Linked DNA regions of Anas platyrhynchos: region 1 is linked to region 2. The links are chromatin contacts, called in public Hi-C maps. All regions are on one chromosome and are shown on one strand. Each heading gives the region's core, a stretch centred on a gene start, on an enhancer-like site or on the middle of the called end of the contact. The rest is flanking DNA. Distances are from core to core; before and after follow the strand shown.

Region 1 (4,409 bases), core at 1,609-4,108, 180 kb after region 2:
TTCCCCTGGTGAGTTAAAATTACTTCTGCCCCTCCCTGGTAAGGAGCAGAGCAGACCTTGAGCACACATGGTGAGAAGCCGTGGGTTTCTGTATGGGGATGTGAAGTTTTACAGCTCACCAAGGCAGGGATCCCAGAAGCTTCGATGTTTCCGTACAACAGACACCCCCACAGACTAATGAGCACATCCCAGCTGACCTCACCTTACTGGGGAACAAGAAATTAGGGAAGAAAGACTTACCTGCCCTTCCTAATCACCATCCTGCACCAAATTCCATCAACCCACTAGTTTAATTGCCCTATAATCACAAGAGGAATCCAAATTTATTTCTAACATCAGACTTCTGGAAGATTGAAATGGCACTGTGTGTTACCCACTCCACAAACCCCACCGCCACCTTTATTTCAGCCTGGAGAAAGGCACTGGAGGTTCATGAAAGAGAAAGACTCGAGGCACTCTCCCTCTCCCACCAGACTGGGCCCGCGTTATCTGCTGAGTGCCCTCCGACCAGACTCCAGCCAGCTCTCCAAAGCACTCAGACCTTCCCCTCTGCAGGCCAACAGCCCAGCTCGACGTCAAAACCAGCCTCTCTGCGAGTGCTGGATGGGTGCCTCGCTGCTATCTAATCAAAATTTATCCTCATCTTGTTTCTAATCCGTATCTAAGGAATGCATTGCGAACCCTCTGCATATGCTTTTAGCTACTGCCACAAAATACCATTGAAGTTGCATGCTGTAGTTCAGTCTCCTTGTTATCTAGGCTAAATACGTTGAGTTTAGTAAGCATTTCTCCACAAGCCTTTACCCTCACCACCCAGAGATTACACATTTTGCAACGTTACATCTTTTACTCAGAGAAAGCCCAGTTCAAGGCCATAATTTTCATTTTCAAAGGCTCATGTGCATCTTGTTAAATTTGGCTAGCTGAATACCCACTCTTCGTAAGAATGAATTCAAGCTCACATGACTCCATGAACGCTCTTTATAATAGCAACGGGGCGACTACTCTGAAAAGTCTCCCTACAAATTGAGTAACAAAACTACCCAAAGAGATCAGCAAGAGTTCAATTTCTCATTTCTAATACGAGATCAAATTGATCATGCTCAGGTGCCTCACTGCTGATTCAAACTGTCATCAATCAGGGCAGGGTTACATATCGTGAACCCCAAAGTGCTAAAACAGAAGTTAAAGTAATGGGATAGTCAAATCAGTTCTGTTTTAACACTTTCTATATTAACACTCGTCTAAAATGCGCCCCCTTTGCCCCAAACATGCTTTCCTTCTAACATCTGAGTTCATATTTAGTGTTTGGTTCCCAGTATACATCCACAAGTTAGCAAATTTCTAAAGATTTTTCACTGAAAAAAAAAAGGATTTTTCTCTTTTTCTGTGCAAAAGTTACTAACCGCATCATTATTTGCTTATTTATGGTGTAAGAGCTGACCTCCAGCCAAGGCGTACCGATTAAAATAATCATTCACTTCCACAGCAGACTATCTGAAACAAAAAGTAGGCTGGAGTATCATGAAATTACAGGCGGGCTCCAAGCCTCCAAGTCTAACAGTCCATAAAATGAACAGTTAAGCACGGACAGCGTGGATTAACATAAATATTAACATTGACATCTTCCTATTATTGGCTAACGAAAACGAGTTGCTTCCAATTTTAAGCAAAACAGGACACTGGGAGTTCTACCTCTTGCACTACATATTAGGTTACTCCTAATTTCCAGGCTACGCGCTGTTTTTTCCATCATTGTACGAGGCAAAAGAGGAATGGGAAATCGTTGCCCACAGATTTTGACAGCGGATTTCAGACTTTTAAAACAGATGCAACACAAACATCTGCCACTCGAGCCAGCAGCAATAGCAGTAGTAGGCAGCTGTCTCCGTATGCACCAGCAGCATGAAAAAACACACACTTGGCCAGCAGGTTTCAAGTTACTGCTGACAGCAGGGGAATACAGGCTCCAGGGCTCCTGGATTTAGTTCCATCTTCTGCGGGAGAATGTGCATGCTCAATTCAGGATACAGCTAAGCATTTTTGTTGGCTTTTTTTTTTTTTTTTAAGCAAATACATTAAAAAAAGAAGTGCAGACTCCCCCTGCCCCATCTCCTTGCCCCCAGTTCTAGTCAACTCAAACCTGTTTGCAATTAAAGTTGGACAACGCATCTGGAAAAATAAAAAATAAAGCTATCAGCCTACGCTTTATGAATCTTCATGAATCTTTATGAATAAATTCACACAAAACATTTGGAAAAGACAGTAGCAAGATGTCCTCCTACTGTCTAGATGCTCACTGAAGGTGGTAGACCTACAGAAGAAACCACACAGTGTTAGTTCCCTTCTCTGTCCAGATGTACTTGAACCTCGTCACGGTACTCAGCCCATACAGACCATCAGGAACTTAAACAGGAGGCTGATCGCTTCTCCAGCATTCAGGATAATCCTTCACTTTTCCTCCTCCAGATATATGGACAGCTCCTCAGAAAACTCTCACTGAAGATTTCTTCCTAAGCCTCATCCCCCTGATCTGTAACACATTTATTTATTAGGCTGCAAAAAGGAATCAGAAGTAATGCAAAGGAACAGCAAAAAGCTGTTTTGTGTCCTGGAATTGAATCTCCTGAATGCAGGTGTCTTCATGTGAAAGCCAGAGAAATGGTTGAAACTGGAATGCCCCAAAATGGCAGTGAAGCCCTCTGGATACGGAACTAACCACTGCAATTAGCAAGAGAAGAACAATTATTGCTGATCAGAGTGCCAACAACCATATGAGGAATGACAATTGGTGGAGTAAAGGGAACTCAGGGCAGTAATTGCAAAACTTCCTTCCATACAACGATCAGAAGCTACTTACAGCTGAAGCCAGTCCTAAAGACGCCTCCAACTTCTCAGGAAATGCCTTAGCAGGGTTGCAGCATGTTTAGAGCTGGATTTCCTTCACTGTTTCCTAATGAAGTCATTCCACTCACGCAGAAAGCTTTTGTACAGAGTTACAGAGGCTGAGTGTGCGACAGTGATTTTACAGACCTGCACCTTCACCTAGATACCAGGACTCTAGGGAAAATGAGGTATGGCTTACAAAGTGAAATGGCATCAGTGACAGAAAGAGAAACCAGCTGTAGGTGGCCCTTCTTGAGCAGGGGTTTGGAGAAGACGACCTCCAGAGGTGCCTTCCAACCTCATCCATTCTGATACTCCTCAGTAACCAACAACCTTGTATCTAAACTCTGGATGAAAGCGAGTTCACATCTACAAATACCAGTGCAAGTCCTCTCAAGGAAAGGGGGAAGTTGAATCTGAGTTTCCAATATTCTAGCAAAGAGAAAGGGGGAAGAAAAGAGATGAGTGTGGGAGAAAGGACTACTGGAACCTGCCAGGGACAAAGCAGCACAGCAGAACTCCGTTAGCTGACCATGCCCATGGCTCCACCAAAACTATCACCTTAAAACTTCACCTTAATTTCTCTTTGGCTTTTGTTTTTTAAAAAAATCCAGATCACATTACAATACTTGGATTTAGGTCAAACATTTTGCTTCACCACCTGAGTCAGGTCTTCTGAGGTTTTATTTTGCAGAGGAAAGGGCAGTGGTTTGCAGTCTGCATTGAAACATTTATTTTATACAGCAACTGAAAGGAAAAAGAAATTAAAAAAATATTCAATTATCCAGTTCTCAATGCTTATATTTTATTTTTTTTTTAAAGTAAGATGAGCCAAGACTGGCTGTTAGATTACAAACTGCTCCTGACAAGAAAACTCCTCTTGTGTTACAAGCCATTTCCCTGTAGGCTATGACTGTCCGAAACGGGAAGACAAGATTCAGTGACTCAGGAGGCTCTTGCCAATCCCATAGAAATGAAACCCGAGTGCTTCATATTGTAGACAGAGTCCGAACTTCAAGACAAATGGACGATGCAGGGTGCCTGCTTTCCAAATGCCCAGTCTGAAACAATTCAAGGGGACGGCATTTTCGGCGAGTGGGTGTCGCACACGTTCTGAAAACAGGAGTCATCTCAGAGTGGGCACGGAGCAGCGGAGGTACCCGGTATTACTAAGCGCTTTTGAAAACAACTTGCTATATTATTCTATAACAAAGTAATCACGAAACTTTTGCTCAACATGAAACTCCCTTAAACTCCACTGCCAGCAGAACTAGGCCAGCAGCGCTTTTGAAAGATCCTTCCTTACAATGCTTGTTTTTCTTAAAGACTATCAGGGGAAGGCTAAAAGTCAGAACGATCCCAGTTCAGACTTGAGAGCTCACCAGATATTTCTGCCACGGTCTCCAAGCAGGCTGCATGGCAAGGAAGGGCAGCATCTCCAAACACTTGGTGACACGGGGGTGATCCCTAGTGAAACGAACGGGGTTCTCACAGAGAGCTGGATTTTGTAAACACTCCAACGT
Region 2 (4,184 bases), core at 420-2,919:
CATTATATCATTTATCTATTTTGATTAAATGATTCTTAATAAAAAATCTGAGTTTATGAATACTCTGAATTTCATAGCTAATCTTTAATGGATACTAACAGACAATAGAGTTACAGACAATAATAAAAATGCAGGCAGATGATTAAGATGCCTTTCCCAGATGAGGCATTATTTTAATGTTGTTGTTGTGCTGTTTTTTTATAATCTGTTTTCCTTTGGAATCACATAAGAACTGAATACAGATAAAATATGCCATTTCAGGTGTTTTGTCATCCTGGGTTTATAGAAATGTTACAAGGGACAAAGGCAGATGCTGGGGTAGCCAGACATGCTATGCTGTGAAACAAGTCAGCTCAACTTAAGACCTGCTGCCACCAGTCCTCCCTGGCCTCCATCCATCCTCAGTTCCTCGTCTTCATCTCACCTGTGCTGATGTGCCTCTAAGGAGCCCGCTCCATCTCAGTAGCTCTTACTGAAGAGGAATGAATCATCTCACTCACGACATCCCAAACCTAAAATAACTCCTTGTGATCTCCATTGAGAGATTTAAAATACTCTCTCCAAGGCTGGAAGCAAGCCTGCAAAAGGATGCAGGGGAGCGGATGGCATCATATCTAAGGTTCATCTGCTACCCTCTGAAATTAGGCTGCTTCCTCACTTACAGGAAAAAAAAAAAAAAAAAGTGGATTTATTTGTGGGAAGAGATGTAGGGAACCCACTTATCTCCTTGAGAAGGGAATTTGGGGCATTACCAAAAGAATAGAGCTGCCCCAAGGCACACAGGAATTTTGCTGGAGTGGCTCTTCTCCTTGGAAGGAGCTGTATGGACATCTCAGGGCTTCTGCTGTAATTTGTTAAGCAAACTCAGCAGCATACCGGAGCTGGTCAGGACATTTTCCACAAAGTGAGATTTCAAAACTGAAATGTTCTTGTCAAGACATCAGGTTTTGAGAAAGTTTTCTTGCAAGAGAGTCATGTAATTTACATCCTGGTGGTTAGGACAGTGGCCAGGAGATGAAAAAGCCAGGTGAAACTCCTCTCCCTGCGCAGTTGAGAAAGAGCTGCAATGAAATCTTTTAGCCAGGAAGACAGCTGGGGCTTGAAAAAGTCTCTCACACTCCAGGCACTGATAGGGAACAACAAAAAAAAAAAAGTCTGAAACCCTGAAAATTACTGCAAAATAGAATAGTTGTCTTCTAAGTCAATTCTCCTGCATATGCAGCAGGCTTGAGTAAAGTGGTTTCATGCAGGCAACAGTAATTGAAAACAGCCATTGAAGTGGTAAACAAAACCAGAACGCTAAATATTAATGTGCAGTAAGTGCCCATGTAGGTTTCCCTTCAATATTAAGGATTTAAACCCCACAGTGTATTTGCAATAACCCATTCTTGTTTCAAAAACATTTTGTTCCAGATAGCTCAAAACCCTGGTCCCTCCTGGCAATGAGAACAATAGTTTTCTCGTGGAAGCGAAGGATAACTTGTTCTAAGGCAAAAATTTCTATAAAGTTCAACCAAGTGGCTCACAGGCAAATGGACTCTGTTGCAAGAATAGTGGGTCAGGACCTTGGTTTTTGCTTCTCCAAAAAAGAGCACCTCCAACAACACAGAGCCCCATAGCAACATGCTCGGGCATTGACTCTGCACTGAGTCAGAAGGAAGAATGCCATGTAGTGACTCACCAGCACCACTTCTGCAGCACTGTGTGGTGCTAAATAATCTAATCTGTCTATCTACTCGCGAGCCTTTAAAGAGCGCTAGTGTGCAAGGGAAAGAGTTTTCACTGGCATGCATGAAAGGCGTCAAGGACTGGATCCTACTCGGTGGAGAGGTGCCATCGTTTCCATCGGGAGCTGGACCAGAGCTTAGGTGCAACACATAGTGTAAAAAAAAAAAAAAAAAAATAGCTATGGTTATCAAAGACCAAGTTCTGCTCTCAGGTATTCTGCGTTATCTGTGCGTGCCGATCTCCCTTTGATGTCGCTGAGAAAGGCGCTCTCCAGGGGAGCACCGCACTGACAGCAGGGCGCAGGGGCAGCAGGACAGGCGGTCCTGCAGGTATAGGGGACGGTCGTGGAGCTTGCTGCCGCTTTCCTGTAGGTGGCAGTGCTAAATTTTTTAACAAAAGTGGATTTTGTGAACTCTGACTGAAGTTCTCGGTTATTTAGTAATCTTATCTGAATGGAAAAGCTAAACCATGCAAGCCACTTCCCTGTCACAGCAGCGTGCTTCACACAGACACAAAGGAGTGCGTGCCTGATCCTGCAGTCAGTGAAAGTCTAGGGGAAAAAGAAATGTAAGGTCATGGCTTCTATTCATGTCATTAACTGAATGCTTTCCTGCTAGGAGTTCAGTGCAGACAGAGACCTCTGGCTCTGATTCCCTCTCAGGATCACAATTGTAGGATATTGCTGCTGTCTCGGTTACACAGTGATACGTGGATGTGTCAGAGCCGTTCCTTACCCCAATATAAAACTCATGCTTTCAGCTCCCAGTGTTAGATAGCTGTGCTGCCTACAATTGGCTTCTGCTAGCAATTTCAGTGCCTTGCAGATATCTCTGTGAGAATACCACAAGACCCAAGGTGCACCTCTTGTGGCAGAAGAGCCATTTGTCCTTTCCCAGACCTACTGACACATCCTGTTATTTGCAGCAAACCAGGAGAGGCAGCTGTGGATAGGAAAACCAGAGAGGCAGCTGATGAAAATGAACATCTGGAGGGCAAAGGAAGGATTCCCTGGGGACTCAGGGGGATACTCAACCCATATCGGCCCTGGGCATCCATCTCCAGACCCACACAACAGCACAACTACATTGCAGGTGTTAACGCGGGTGCAAGAAGCTCCCCTCAAAACCAAGCTGTCAGAGCCAAACCCAAGGTGTCAGTGGGCTGCTTAGCCATGGGCTGGCACTGTCCCACACAAATCCAAGCATGTATAAAAATGGCAGCAGCATATGATGGTTTCCTGCTGACCCTATCTCTCTTATATCCAACACGTAACCTGTCTTGTGAAGGTTAATACACTACTGTTGCAATAGCAGATTCACAAGCTTTCTGAGACCTGAAAAGCACTGTTTCAAGAGCACCATGTGGCAGGAAGTCCCATGTGTCAGACACTGTTACGAAAACATCCTCCTCTTGCACCAAATACGGATCTGTCGCCCTCAGTTTCACCGGTTCCTTTTGTCATCAGATATCAGGAATAAAAACTAGCAGGGACACACAAGGTTTTGGAACATCATACACAGAAAAAACTGTTTCTGCCCAGGCTCTCAGTCCAGAGGGGCTTCAGGTTTCCCTCCCAGATTTGCTGCTTTCCTTACTATGGGAAGGGAAAGCAGGCAGGACTCTGAGCATGCTGTAATTAAAGCTTTTCTGGTGGCCAGATTCAAAGCAATGTGGATATAATCCAGGTATATGCCAGAGAGAAGCTTGTATCATGACTACCTGCTTTCTACCTCTTCTTTAATTAATGGAGGATGTCTCAAGCAAGCTCCTCCTGCCAGCACTGAAGGGAGAGAGCAAAAAAAATTCCCTCTCATCCTTTATCACAGCTGCACTCGTTTGACAGGCACTCAACCCAAGGACGCTGCTTGCCTTCCAAGGTGAAAGCTCTCAAAAAATTGATGCTTATGTATCTTGTAAACTCCCAGTTTTTACTACCACCGTGGGATTCAAGTATCTGGAGAAGAGATTTGACTTATGAGGGATGGCAGCACTAACAGCTCAAAAGTTCATTCATCCTCAAGAGCATATATATCAGCTGAAATGAGTTTCAAAGGACCATTCACTTGAACTGATTTACAGGTACACCAGCAGACACAGAGACACTTCTTTCAATGACATAATTTTACTAGGCCAGGAGCATTTTTTGCTATTGCAGCCAAGATGAGGATATTTTTATTTTGTGTGTCAGAAGGAAAGCTTTGCTTTGCATGCACCTAGCCTAGGGAACAGAGTTTCCTGACAGTATCATCAAGAGCACATCATTTTTGCAACAGAGGCGACAGTGGGAGAATGATGTGCTTCACCGGTCTTGATTGGGGTTCATAAACATATTTGCAGCCATCAAGCAGGGACCCAAGCCAAAGTGTCCCGTGCAGGTGTGACATGCCCTCCAGCACCAGGGCAGACCAGCCCCACGCCACCTCTGAGGCTCCATGCACTGCCACCATGGGGGACAC

Evidence for each region. A called contact is a pair of places that touch in the nucleus more often than the background predicts.
Region 1: a Hi-C map of subcutaneous adipose tissue shows a contact between it and region 2, with 2.3 times the contacts expected there. The contact joins two enhancer-like sites. A contact is called at or near these places in 7 of 8 Hi-C or Micro-C datasets (F1 follicle, F5 follicle, liver and 3 more).

What each region holds. Positions count from the first base shown.
Region 1 is chr2:11,322,818-11,327,226 of IASCAAS_PekinDuck_T2T, forward strand. All of the region lies in intron 2 of NSMCE2 (NSE2 (MMS21) homolog, SMC5-SMC6 complex SUMO ligase), which reads right to left. Among named protein-coding and RNA genes, the nearest start is that of WASHC5, 25 kb to the right of the region's middle. Within about 2 kb of position 2,859, at least 2 of the 8 cell types and tissues checked have an H3K27ac peak or open chromatin away from gene starts, as enhancers often do. A contact at or near this core is called in subcutaneous adipose tissue, where this site is marked.
Region 2 is chr2:11,143,897-11,148,080 of IASCAAS_PekinDuck_T2T, forward strand. No RefSeq gene overlaps it. Among named protein-coding and RNA genes, the nearest start is that of TRIB1, 68 kb to the right of the region's middle. Within about 2 kb of position 1,670, at least 5 of the 8 cell types and tissues checked have an H3K27ac peak or open chromatin away from gene starts, as enhancers often do. A contact at or near this core is called in subcutaneous adipose tissue, where this site is marked.